Linked DNA regions of Lactuca sativa: region 2 is linked to region 1. A link is a contact called in public Hi-C data. All regions are on one chromosome and are shown on one strand. The core of a region is the stretch at or near the end of the contact, and the rest is flanking DNA. Distances in the headings are between cores, read along the strand shown.

Region 1 (6,971 bases), core at 2,593-5,092:
TTAACGCCGTGGATTCACACTAAATCAAGGTCAGCTTATTTTTCATGTATTCATTACGAATTCCAGCTGAAATAAACCGATCAACTCTTAATTCACCATCTTCAAAAAAAATTCAGTGAATAACAGTAATTAAGTGCTATAATTCCGATGACAAATTGTTAGGAGTTTCCAGAAATGGATGAAGAAATCATGAAACCTTTCTGAAAATGCAGCGTGTTATGTATGTATGTCTGTGCGTCGTTTAAGTTTTGTTGAAATGCGTTTTGAATTCATACTTCGGATTCTGGATCTTAAAAGTTAAAAGAAAATTCAAACACGATGCAGAATTCTTGAGTTCATGATCATATATATGATCATCAACTTTAAGTGTTCGTTTAGATATACCTGTGTATATATATATTTCTAACTTTCTACTATAACCAGAAAGTTTGTTTGGAGGATGTTTGATTAGTGAATGATTAAGGAAAAAAGGTCTCTTTTATATTAATGCTTTTGGATATTTTACATATGACCTTTTTTTAATATATAGATAAATTAGGTTAAGATCGTATATAACTATCCTACATAATAAATGAAAATAAATGACACTTGTCAATCTCTCATGAGTTTTGACATTTGTTATTTTGTGGTATTTTTAAAATAAATATTATTCACTTGTTAATTTATGGTTTGTTTCAATTTTTTAAAATTAAAATCACACACTTATACATATAATGTATTAAATATGGTATATATGAAATTAAATTGCAATGAAAACGTTTCTTTCTTTTTTTTTTTTTTTAAGTTTTACATTAAAAATTATTAACCGTTTACACTTTAATGTTTAATTTTTTTAAAATAGTTAATCCTTATAATAAATGGGTGTCACACCTAATATCTTTAATATACACACGATTAATCACTAATTCCATATTGCTTTTAGTTCTCCACACAAAAAAAAAATATTAAAAGGAAAATATGACGTACAAAAAACAGTAAATTAAGATATTTTAATTAATAATATTAATTTTGAATATATTTGATTACCATATATATAATACAATTAAAATTATATTTTTTTAAGGGATATGAAATTATGAATATGCATGTGAAAAATTCCGTGCAATGAATTGTAGTATTCTGCAGTTTGTTTGTGGCAGACGACTTATTTGGGAAAGCGTTGTCGTTTTGGAATGCAAAATCCCGAGGACACATATTTTGTTCCTGTCGAATTACCCCAACTTGCCACCATTCTTTGTCTTTTTGATCCTCGCAATATTTTCTAATCATAACGTATAGATATTTTCTCTTCATAAAAAAAAAATCAAATAAAAATAAATGTACCACTGTTTTTGGATACTTTTTATTTATTTATTTATTTCCATATATGTGAAACATAATCACCATAGACCTCCTAAACTTAAAAGCTATGCTTTTTATGTTTCTTGTTGCAAGTTTTGTTTTTCTTCTTATAATAGTAATAATCAAACTTATGCTTCTCTTCTCTTGTATTAATAATGTATATTGTTCTATATTATTTTGGTCATTATCTTTTTCTAATTATAATTTTAAGATTAGCCTCAAGTAAAAACAAAATGTAGAGTTATTCACTAACATTTGGAGCCCAGATAATATTTTATGAACATTTATCACAAAATTATCACTTAAAGAAAAAACTCAGCGAAACATGATATAATATTTTCTGACAAAAACTTAAGCAAAATTTTCTCGAGGTACCATTTTTTCGAGTATGGTATTTCATGGATTTTTTTTCCTTTAAAATCATATTTTCTTGGTTGATTGAAAACCTGAGTTTCATAATTCAATTTGTGTTTTTTATAAGACTGAAAGGGAGTCGTGCAGAGGATGTCGAACTCCACATCAGCCATAGCAAGGAAGAAACGGGGGGGGGGGGGGGGGGGGGGGGGGGGGGGGGGATAGAGGAAGAAGAAGAGAGACTCGTTGTGCCATTGCCGAGAACCGCTCCGGAGATTGGCTTGCCAAGGTCAAGGAGCGGTGTGCGTCAACTCCATGTCACCACTGCAAGTCCACTCCATCAAGCCTAAACTACGGATGAGTGTCGGACGGAACCGGTACCATTCCGGATTCCCCGAATACCGAGATTGATCGAAAGTCAATCTTGAGTACTGTATCGAATTAACGTTACCGGTATCGGGAATGGTACAAGTTTTCGGTACAATATCGAATCCATAATTTTGTGATTTTGGAGTACCGAATATCATCCCATATTTTTTAATTTGGTTTGATTCGGTTCGGTACTGGTACGGGATCGGAATTTGGTACAAACTGCTCATCCCTAGCCTACACTTAAGATAAACCGAAAAGAAGATGATGATGGTCACAATGACGATTCCAACATGTATTTTTTCTATTGGGGCACTTTTTGAATTTTTTTCAAAAAACATAAAAGGTTTTAAAGTAAAATTAAAAATATTGAAATATTTATATGTAAAAAATTTTAGCTATTGGGGGCATGTGTCTCTACTCCTAAAGTCTTTGATTCCGCCACTGGATGGTCATATCCTTTGCTTAAGAAGAAAAAGAAGATTTTAAACTTTCAAAAATTAAAAGGATAATAACATAATAAACACAAGGTATTCATCGTATAGTTATTGTTTTTCATATTGTTACGTATAGTTTACCCTTGAAAAAGATATGGCTCGTCATAATCGTTCACTTAAGGTATCTGGAGTGGCCATTAACCCATGCTTGAGTTTCCTATGTGGCACACTAACTCAACGGTGAACACCTCCCCGTGGACCAGTGGTTTGGCTATAGAGTGGCTTGTAGTGGTTGTGAAGACAGAGGAAGACATACATTTGATTGGTTCTTTCATTTTTTCCTCACATATTCTCTTTTTTTCTCTCCTTTTTGCCCCTTCACTACCAACCTACCGGTGAACACCATTTCACAACATAGTGAGATGGTTGTAAAATGGTAAAATACCTATTTGACGTTGAGTTGGCTAGTGGTTTGGTTGTGACGAGTGTCCTCACAGCCTAATCACTCCCATTATCAATTCTTTGTGAAGGATGGAGCAGAGCTCAAGATTCTTATCAAGTTATAGAAGAGCTATGTGGGGCACATGTCCAGCTCAAGAAACTATAATGACAACTAAAATGATTATTTTCAGTAAATTATGAGAGCTGCTATAACAATAATCCTACCTTCTAAAAACAATCTCGATTTTGACACGATCGATTTAGGGATAAAATCGGCGTATGATTGTAAGATTGTTTATAAGATCCTAAAATCATGAGCATGATCATAAGATCGCTAGCAATATTTATATATTTTATAAAAATTTAAAGAATATCAATAAAATGATAATTTGCTTTTAACTTTTTATTGATACTTTATTTAATCTATGAAAAAAAATTTAATTGATTTATATTTAAAAATACTAACATAATTGATATTTAGATTTTATGTTTTCCATTGGCATTATATTATTTTAATTAACTATTTAGACTAAATCAAATAATTTTGATGTTTCATTTATTATCTTAAATTATTCATTATCTCAAATTAGATAAGCTAGATTTACAGTTTTAGTTCTAAAATTATCACTCATATGTAGACAAACGGATGGATATTTAGTCATAAGGTGACATAATATTGCAAGTACTTACTCTTTAATGTTGGAAATTTAAACCTATGATTCTCTAAAATTTAAAGATCGAGTTCATTTAGAAATTAGTCATTATGCCAAAGAAAGCTTTTGAGAGTTTTAAGAAAATGTTAGAAAAATCATTTAAGTAATTTTTAGAGCTTTTAACTTTTAGTTTTATATAATTTTACATTTTTAAAAATTAATAAATAATTTTATTAATATAATAATATCGTACAAACAAAGCTTACGGCGACCGCTTACAAACGTTTACTATCACGATCTAAGTTTACAGATCTTATAAAACACACAAAGTTAAAACAAATTAACATCTCGATAGAGGAAGATATCCAAAACTTAATTAGATAAACGTAGTGATGAGCTTCATCTTCATCGTCATCGTCTTGGTTGGTTTCGTATTTTCTCTTCTGCTGCTGCTTCCTCCTTGGATCTTCTCATCTTCAACAATCAACACCGCTTGTTGGTTTCATTTTGTTCTTCATCTCGGCCAACTCGATATGCTTCCTCTAAGGCGTCCATCCAATCAATCTACCGATCTAATTCGTTCAGGGGCGTGATTTTGAACATCTTTCTTGATGCAAACCGTCTATTTTGGGGTAGATTTCTTTCACGCAGCTGTTTGTGCCACATGTACAACATTCAAAGCAATGGGTACACGTATCTGTTTATTCAGTTGCAGGTTTTGGTTATTGTTATCAATATCGATCTTATGTTTCATTTACAAATTATGTTTGGATTGAAAGGTGATTGAAGATAACTGTTGAAGATGAAGAATAAAAGTAAAAGAAATCGAGTAAGAGGATCATAAATACCATCGGCTCCACTTCATTTCGGTTACGTGTTCTTCTACTGACCTAAGCAATGAATGAAATCATTTAATATCAGTATCAAAAAAGTCTATGAGTATTTAATTGAATCAATGAAAACTCATCATCCCAACGAATTTTGCTGATTCACCTCACCTCTTGCATGGCTGTGAGTCATAGACACTCACACACTCTATAAAGCTTACAACACTGTTCATTACTATTCATCTCCCCTCTCTTTTCTCTCATCTGCAACCCAAATTCTTCTGTTTCTTCCCCTCTTTCTCTCCCTCAAATCCACGACATAACCGCTAATTTATTACAAAAACCTTCAATTTCATCGATTGAGTCGGTGTTTGATTCTGACGTTCTTCAATTTTTGGTTTTATGATGATCTAGAACAAATTGGGGTTATGCCTGGGAATAATTACAATGCGAATTCACCAGTCCCATCGAGTCGAATAGATCGGCTGTTGAGACAAAGGCTACGAAAGAACAACAAAGCTTCAAATTCTAACGACGCTAATGGAAACGGCAATGTCAATGGCAATGAAGGTTTGGATCATGAACAGCGATTAAGGGAAGGTGATGACTTTGTGGAACAATATCTTGAAGGAGCCTCCGCTGCACGTGACAGATGGGAAAAACCAGATAGTGGACTTTTTACACAACGACTGTTAGTCGTTGCTAATCGACTACCAGTTTCTGCTGTTCGTAGAGGTGAAGAAAGTTGGTCTCTTGAAGTTAGTGGTGGTGGCCTTGTTAGTGCACTTTTGGGTATGTTACTAGTAAAAAAAGTTTAAATTTCCTTCTTTTTTTCTTCATTAAAACATATTTTATGATGCAATTTGAATGTAAATTTTTTTTTATTTTAAATTATTGAAGGTGTGAAGGAGGTGGAGGCAAAATGGATTGGATGGGCTGGTGTAAATGTCCCAGATGAGCCTGGGCAGAGGGCACTAACTAAAGCATTGGCAGAAAAGGTACTGTATAAAGTAAAAAAGTATAAACTACAAAAGTACAAAACCATTTATACTTTTTTTGTTTATTTTTCAATTAAAAATGACATAAAATGTAATCTTAAATATATTTGATGCAGAGGTGTATACCGGTGTTTCTAGATGAAGAAATTGTACATCAATATTACAACGGGTATTGCAACAACATATTATGGCCACTTTTCCATTACCTCGGACTTCCACAAGAAGACCGTTTGGCCACAACTAGAAGCTTCCAATCCCAATTTGCTGCCTACAAAAAAGCAAATCAAATGTTTGCTGACGTGGTAAACGAGCATTATGAAGAAGGTGATGTGGTTTGGTGCCATGATTACCATCTTATGTTTCTTCCAAAATGTCTCAAAGATCATAACAAAAACATGAAAGTTGGTTGGTTTCTTCATACGCCTTTCCCCTCTTCTGAAATTCATCGGACTTTACCTTCTAGATCCGAGCTCTTACGTGCTGTTCTTGCTGCTGATTTGGTGGGGTAAGTTTGTAATTTTCTTATTGTTTACAATTGTAACACACTTTATCTTTTTCCAATATGGGCTGTTTCTTGCAGTTTTCATACGTATGATTATGCAAGACATTTTGTGAGTGCGTGTACTCGTATTTTGGGACTCGAGGGAACACCTGAAGGAGTAGAGGATCAAGGGAGGCTTACTCGTGTTGCAGCAGTAAGTTTTTTTTTTTTTTATAACATTGTAAATTGATTTTTTTTAATTTTTTAATTTATGGAAATACAGTTCCCAATTGGTATAGATTCAGATCGCTTCATACATGCTCTTGAGGCTCCTCAAGTCCAGGAGCACATTAGGGAATTGAAGGAGAGATTTTCTGGGAGAAAGGTAATTTTACTTTTTTAAACTTTTTTTTTTCTCATTTTTCATAGATTCTTGATTATTTTCTTTTCTTTTTACTTTTTACAGGTGATGTTAGGTGTTGATAGGTTAGATATGATCAAAGGGATTCCACAAAAGATACTCGCGTTCGAGAAGTTTCTAGAGGAAAATCAATATTGGCATGATAAAGTGGTTTTGTTACAGATTGCAGTGCCAACAAGAACCGATGTTCCTGAATGTATGTCTCCATAATAGCAACATACTTTCATTTCATTTCATTGATTTTCGATTATGTGGTATTGCAGATCAAAAACTCACAAGTCAAGTTCATGAAATTGTGGGACGGATAAATGGTAGATTTGGCACATTGACAACCGTTCCAATTCATCATCTGGTAAATAAAATAGCAATGTGCTTTTTTTATATTAATATTTCTTTTCTCATAATAGCAATGTATTTTATTCTTTACCTATAATAACAATGTACTTTCATTTCACTACCAATATTTGCAGGATCGTTCTCTTGATTTTCAAGCTTTATGTGCTCTGTATGCTGTCACCGGTATGTTTATCAAGCTTTAAATCCCATCATCTTATATTGAATAATACCAAATGACTAAAATAGATAATAATAAATTTCCAAAAAAGGAAATATTGCATTTTTTTTACTGACAATATATTGTTATACTCTT
Region 2 (6,971 bases), core at 1,739-4,238, 180 kb before region 1:
TTTAGTAATTTTGTTTTTATCCAAAAACATAATCAAACATGTAAAAAAAATATTTTTTTAATTTCTAATAGTTATAGATCAGTATCGATGATATATATATTTTAAAGACAAAAATTATGTTACAAAACTAAACTATGAATTTCATTAAACTTTTAAATATTTTAACATATTTTTTTTTACTTGAAAATATGTCAATATCGGCTTTGAATAAAGAATTATTAACTTTGATGTGTTTTTATTTAAATAAAAACCAAGTGTTAAAATTAAATTAAACAAACAAGAATATTCAATAAACTATTAACAGTTCTTATAGTTCTTAATATTTTATGGTTTCTATATGAACTTTTTCTTATATCATTTCTTTTTGCTAATGAAGTTGCATTCACTTGGATTATCCTTAGGAAGATTTTGTGACGTCCACCCAAGAAATTTTCAAAATAATTGTATGCTTTGAAAACTACAATATAAATTAGAATATAGTTTTGTTTTGTTTTTCTTGTTTTTCTTGTTTTTTTTTTCGATAACGCTTCAAACAACATAAATGTCATCAATCGACTAAAGCCTATTTTAGATGACGATTTTCCATACCATGTATGTTGCACATATTATTAATATAACCGTGCAAGCCGGGCTATAAGTTTGCGAAAATTTTGGTACAAAATTTAAAGGTTTACTAAATACGATTTATGCTTTAAGTAACGAACGACAAGCAAAATTTTGTTTTTTTCACTGGTGAAATGAACCTTGATTGGGCCCTAATTACGACAATAATTCTAGGTGAATGTTATATTTGTGGGATGCTGCTAATAAGATACCCCTTAGACACCCTATCATCACTTTTATAAAAAGTCAACCTACAATCAACTACTTGTAATCAATTTTTTTGGAAAATAATGCAATTTCAACAAATAAAAGTATTTCAAAAATTAATTAAGGTTGTCTAAATGGTAAAATGAGATGTCTTTTTAGCCAACCCCATATTTGTGTTATGTTTGAAAGTATTTTATAACAAAAATTTACGATAAATGTTTTTAATGAAATACTTGTGGAAAAACACTGATATGTTTCAACCCTCGAATCGGATATTCGGATTGGGTTCTACTCCATGAATTAACCAATTTCTACAAGTTTTTAAGGAAACAACTTTATTATCATGTGTTTACTACCCTACAATTCTTTTAATTTTATAACACTTTGACGGAGGATGAATACTTTACCAACGAACTTCAACCACAAGTAACAAATTAGGCACCTATATGGCACCAAAATTTTTAACTAACGTTTCGCTCAACAAATTCCACAACCTTGACATCTTGGCTTGGTGGAGAGAATGGAACCATAATTCCTGACACCGTTATGGTTTGTAATTTACTAGCTGTCTAACCTTCCACAATAGCTTTAATTTTTTTTCTCTTCATGACAAGGTCATATCGGAACGAAGGTTACGACTCACCTTTCAATCGTGTATTTGCTTGAAGAATTACTTAAAAGACATTGAAAGGATACAAAATTACGTTCAATTTGAACGACCACTTTTACCACCATCAAAAAGTTCGTCCTAGAATAAAAGATTGCACATGGAATATCAACTCCAATGACCGAAGTAGATGATGGTGAATTTGAAGAGTTACCACATTAAAAATATTCGATTATACGAAGACAACCAATTTCAAGACTATAATTGATAATATTCTCGGTTTCGACATTTATGTTTTTATGTAATTCAAAGTCCAAGCTATGATGTTTTATTATTTTCATTTTAAAATCAAATATAATACAAGTATTATTTGGTTGAGGTAAATTTTGAATAAAAGGTTTTCTTTATAGGTTTAATCGAAACCAATTTTTAAAACACAAGTTAATCCACAACCAAAACTTGACTACTTATCCACTTGAAGCCCAAAAAACCAATCAAAACATGTTAAGTTTTAACTAGAACCGATTAAAAACCAATTAGTTTTTAAAAGATTTGTTTCGGTTTTAACCAACTAATGTGCACCTCTAATCCCAACCACAAGAACTTTTGGAATATGGAAATCATAGTAGGTTTTGTATTGCAATGCTCAAGGTATAAATAGTACAATATATTACAAAAGGGGCTACAACTATATACATGGATGCAGAACAACTATTAATTTTACTTTAACACACCCCCTTAATTTGAGTCGGAGGTTCATGTATACTCAAACCATCTTTAAAAGTCCAAAAATAGATACGGAGGTAGTTTATTTGTAAATATATATGCAAAATTGATGAACTGATAGAAGTCTAAACCCTCTGTCGGATTGTAGGATATATCTTTATGAACGTTCTTTCTTCTTGGGCTTTTGGTTTTGACATGGTCCTTGTCTTCGCCGATCGAATTGCATGCTCAGATTCGACCCTTATTTGTAAGTATGATAACTCGCCTGATTGCAATTGACAAATACAAGCCAATAAATAACAATACATAATATGCATTGGGTTGAACCCTACACGATGAAATTCGATCTCACATTAGCAACTAATATTTGATTCAAAAAACAACCTAATTATCTAGGGTTTTCTCAATATCAAGAAAAATTTGTCATCGGGACACATCTTTGTTAGTTCAAAGACGTCAATATGTCATTTTAGTGTGCGGAGGAATATCAAACAAGATATGCAACAAACTCTTGTAAAAACTTCTAATCTAAATCTCACCCTCAAAACAAATCACTACAAAAAAGATATGTTGAACTTTTTGCCATTTAAATATCATCATGCCATCACATTTCATGATCGTTATTACCAAATTTATTTTTTAATACACCAACCTATTTGTTATATTAATCAAGAAAATATTTCTTGAATTCAATTTTAAAGAAGTGGAATTATGGGGATCTTATTCTAATGACTTTGTATGAGAAATCCTCCACCATAAAAAATAAATAAATAAAAAGAAAAGAAAAATAAAAAACTTGGCACATACTCCGGAATAGGATCCACTATCCAGCAATCACAACCGCAAACCCATTACACCCCATCCCAAAAGATTCGGGAAACCAGAAACCTAACCCACCAAACAAAACCCAAATCACGACCCAATTCGATCTCATCCACCTCCCAAATCGGGGGTTTTCTTCGGGTTCTCAGTCGCATCCAGATCCTCTTTCCAATTCCTTCCAACCCCATGGACAAAACGAACCCTAACCCTACATAATCTTCCCGGATCATCCAATCGGACTCTGGGATACACGAACACCGAGAACATTTAAAACATACAAAAACAAACCCGCTGCAAAAAGGTGCGAATCTCTCTTCTTTATTTCTTCATGGTTAATACACCCGTGTTTACCTTTTTTCTTATTTTTGATAACTGATGTCGAGCTATTGCTTTCATCTTACAAAGAATCTGCAACTTTGGGTGTTTGTTTTTGTGGTCTTGTGTGTATTGATGCGATCATCGAGAATTTCGTTAGTTTAGAAAGTACCAATCCTTCATAGGAGTAGCTACGCTTTTGAATTTCGATTTCGATTCATATGGATTTAGATATTTTCAACAACACATACGATAATTCTTCAAAAATAAGTACTATAAATAGAATAATATATAATAGTATCGTGCCTAACTTTGCAAAAACTGAAATCAGGGTCACTCTTGCGTTTGAGAAGTAGTATACTTGTGTTACAAAATCGAAGTATAGCTGAATCTTAGAGGTGGAAATATCTATTTGAAGGGAGCCGAAGAAATTAAGGGTTTGGAACATGGTGTTATTGATTGTTTCTGCTTTGTAATTCTTTGATACTGCAAGATCCTACAACTAACATTGAATTAAGAACAATTGATGTCATCATATAGGATTATTTTTTTGCATTTTTAGTGTGTTTTTCTCTTGTAATCATGCTTGAAAGTCGAATACTTTCTGTTCATTATCCTACCCACCTTGACTTCAGATGCGAAATGACCTCATGGATCATCAATTTCAGTAAAACGCACATGAAACTTTATAAAAAAATACTAAAAATTGAATAGGGTTACATTCATTTCTGGAAAGCTTAGTTTTGGGTTGTTGGCCATGAATTTCAAGAACAGTTTATAATACATATTGCATCTCAATTTTGATTTTCTTGATTCTTGTGTGTATTTTGAGATTAGAGCACCTTTAGTTTTCACATTTTGTGTCCTTTTCTACTACAATTTTTTCTAATTCTTATATATATATATATATATATATATATATATATATATATATATATATATATATATATATATATATATATATATATATTTTTTTTTTTTTCAATCAAATAGGTTTTCATCAAGTTTATACGATGGAAATACAAGCTGAAACACCTGCCAAGAAACCAAAAAGATTAACATCCGTTGTATGGAACCACTTTGAAAGGGTGAGAAAAGCTGATGCATGTTATGCAGTTTGTGTACACTGTCAAAAAAAACTAAGTGGATCAAGCAACAGTGGCACCACTCATTTAAGAAACCATTTAATGCGATGTTTAAAAAGATCCAATTTTGATGTGTCACAAATACTCGCTGCAAAAAGAAAAAGAAAAGATGATACAGTCAGCATTGCAAATGTCAACTATGAAGATGTACAAAGAAAAGAAGACAACCCAATCCCAATTGCATACAAGTTTGACCAAGAACCAAAGATGGAAGAAACAGTCAACCTCGGAAGTGTCAAGTTTGACCAAGAAAGAAGCCGGTTTGACTTAGCCCGTATGATCATGCTCCATGATTACCCCCCTACCATGGTTGAGCATGTTGGATTCAAGATTTTTGTTAAAAATCTTCAACCAATGTTTGAAGTTATGACAACCAGTGTAATCGAATCCGATTGTTTAACAATTTACGCGAAAGAACGACAAAAAGTGTTTGAAATCCTCCGGAATCTCCCCGGGAGAATCAGTGTTTCCGCCGGAATGTGGTGGTCGCCGGAAAACACCGAATACGTAAGCTTAACAGCGAATTACATCGATGATCAATGGAAGCTGCAGAAAAAGATTCTAAATTTTCTAACTTTGGAATCTTCACAAACAGAAGACTCGTTATCTGATTTAATCATAAAATGTTTAATCGATTGGGACGTTGACCGGAAATTATTCTCGTTGACTCTCGATGATTTTTCCTCTTACAACCATATAAAAGAATGGTTTTCCCAAAACCGACCCGTTTTAAAAAACGGGGAATTGTTTGATATCAGATGCTCTTCACATCTTATAAAATCCCTCATGAAAGACACAATGGAATCACTAAAACCCATGACAGAAAAGATCCGTGAAAGCATCCGATACGTGAAAAGCGCGATGTCAATTCAAGAAAAGTTCAACGAATTTGGTCAACAGGCTTCGGTCAACACCTCAAAATCTTTATTTCTTGATAATTCGATACGATGGAATTCAACATATTTTATGTTGGAATCCGCGATTGAACACCGTGGCGCGTTTTATTTACTCCAAGAACACGATCAACACTACACCATGTTTTTATCGGATCAGGAATGGAATTGGGTGGTTTCCGTTACTTCACTTATGAAGCTTCTTGTCGAGGTTACATTCGTCTTTTCACAATCAAACTACCCAACCGCAAACATATACTTCCCGGAGATTTGCGATGTTCATATCCAACTAATCGATTACTGTAAATCCCCAGACGATTTCATCCGTTCACTAGCCGAAAAAATGAAGGGCAAATTCGACAAATATTGGGGGAAATGCGGGTCGGCATTGGCGATTCCGGCGATATTGGACCCAAGGTTTAAGATGAAGCTGGTGGAGTATTATTATAAACAGATTTATGATTCCGATGCTCCGGACCGGATTCGGGAAGTTTCCGAGGGTGTACGGGAGCTTTTTAATGAGTATTCGAGTGAACCGGGTTCCGGTGACACCGAGTCGACTCAGTCAAACGGGTTAGTGGGTACGGGTAATGTGGTGAGGGATCGGTTGAGAGGTTTTGATAAGTTCTTAAATGAGACTGGAAACCAGCAAAGTGGGGTTTCGGATCTTGATAAGTATTTGGAGGAACCAGTGTTTCCACGGAATCATGATTTTAACATCTTGAATTGGTGGAAAGTTCATACTCCAAGGTACCCGATTCTGTCGATGATGGCGAGGGATATACTTGGGATTCCGGTGTCGACTTTGACTCCGGAATTGGCATTCCATAGTGGTGGGAGAGTCGTTGATCATCATTTGAGGACGGTTGATCCCGATATTAGACAAGCTTTGATTTGTGGCCAAGATTGGCTTAAAATGGAACCCGAAGGTATTTAATGAATTAAATCATTTGTTTATTACGCTTTTTGTTAATATATTTGTATTCACAATGTTTTTGTCTTGTGATAGATACCAATACCTCGAGCCTTGCGGTTGTGCCCCTCGCTGTTGAATTGACGTAATTGCCCCTGCATCACCTGTATGGTATGTTTATGGATTTCATATTTCTTTTTATTCCCATTGTTAAGTCATGTATGGGTAAAGTGGCTAATGACCATTTTACCCTTACATTCAAACAAAAAAGTTTTCTCAATATTCATAATTTTTGTGAGAGTAGCAAGAACTTTATTTGAGAAGGGAACGAGCCGAGCCGAGCTCGAGCCTGACTAGGCTCGGGCTCGGCTAGTTTAAATATTTATAGGCTAGAGCTCGAGCTCGGCTTGTTTCGAGCCTTGTGGTACAAAGCTCGAGATCGGCTCGTTAAGGATTGTACGGGCTCGGGCTCGGGCTCGATTTGGGATCGGCTCGTTTACGGTATACTCTAATTTCCTAAAATGGTATTTATTAAATTATTATTTATTTTTAATATATAAAAATAAAAATAATTTTTTTATTATATATATGTAGGCTCGTTTAGACTCGCGAGTCTAAACGAGCCAAGGAACAGAGGCTCGAGCTCGAGCTCGTTTAATAAACAAGCCTATTATTAAGCCCGAGCTCGGCTCGGGCTCGTTTAAAATCGATCTCGAGTCGAGCTTTTAACAATTCGATCT

Evidence for each region. Hi-C and Micro-C count contacts between places; a contact is called where the count stands out from the background.
Region 2: a contact with region 1 is called in a Hi-C map of leaf, with 6 times the contacts expected there. The contact joins the promoter of LOC111914005 here to the promoter of LOC111914014 in region 1. A contact is called at or near these places in 4 of 4 Hi-C or Micro-C datasets (bud, leaf and seed).

What each region holds. Positions count from the first base shown.
Region 1 is chr7:183,532,558-183,539,528 of Lsat_Salinas_v11, reverse strand. LOC111914014 (alpha,alpha-trehalose-phosphate synthase [UDP-forming] 1) reads left to right here and starts at 3,842. Exons shown (of 19, transcript XM_023909770.3): 1 at 3,842-4,282; 2 at 4,375-4,464; 3 at 4,837-5,214; 4 at 5,323-5,420; 5 at 5,537-5,925; 6 at 6,001-6,115; 7 at 6,185-6,286; 8 at 6,368-6,518; 9 at 6,586-6,674; 10 at 6,793-6,841. The coding sequence starts at 4,851.
Region 2 is chr7:183,714,105-183,721,075 of Lsat_Salinas_v11, reverse strand. It overlaps LOC111914005 (zinc finger BED domain-containing protein RICESLEEPER 1), which reads left to right and starts at 2,988. Exons shown (of 5, transcript XM_023909755.3): 1 at 2,988-3,266; 2 at 3,612-3,717; 3 at 4,274-6,247; 4 at 6,328-6,402. The coding sequence starts at 4,294. The coding sequence ends at 6,380. LOC111913979 (E3 ubiquitin-protein ligase CCNB1IP1 homolog) reads left to right here. Exons shown (of 10, transcript XM_023909730.2): 10 at 1-4.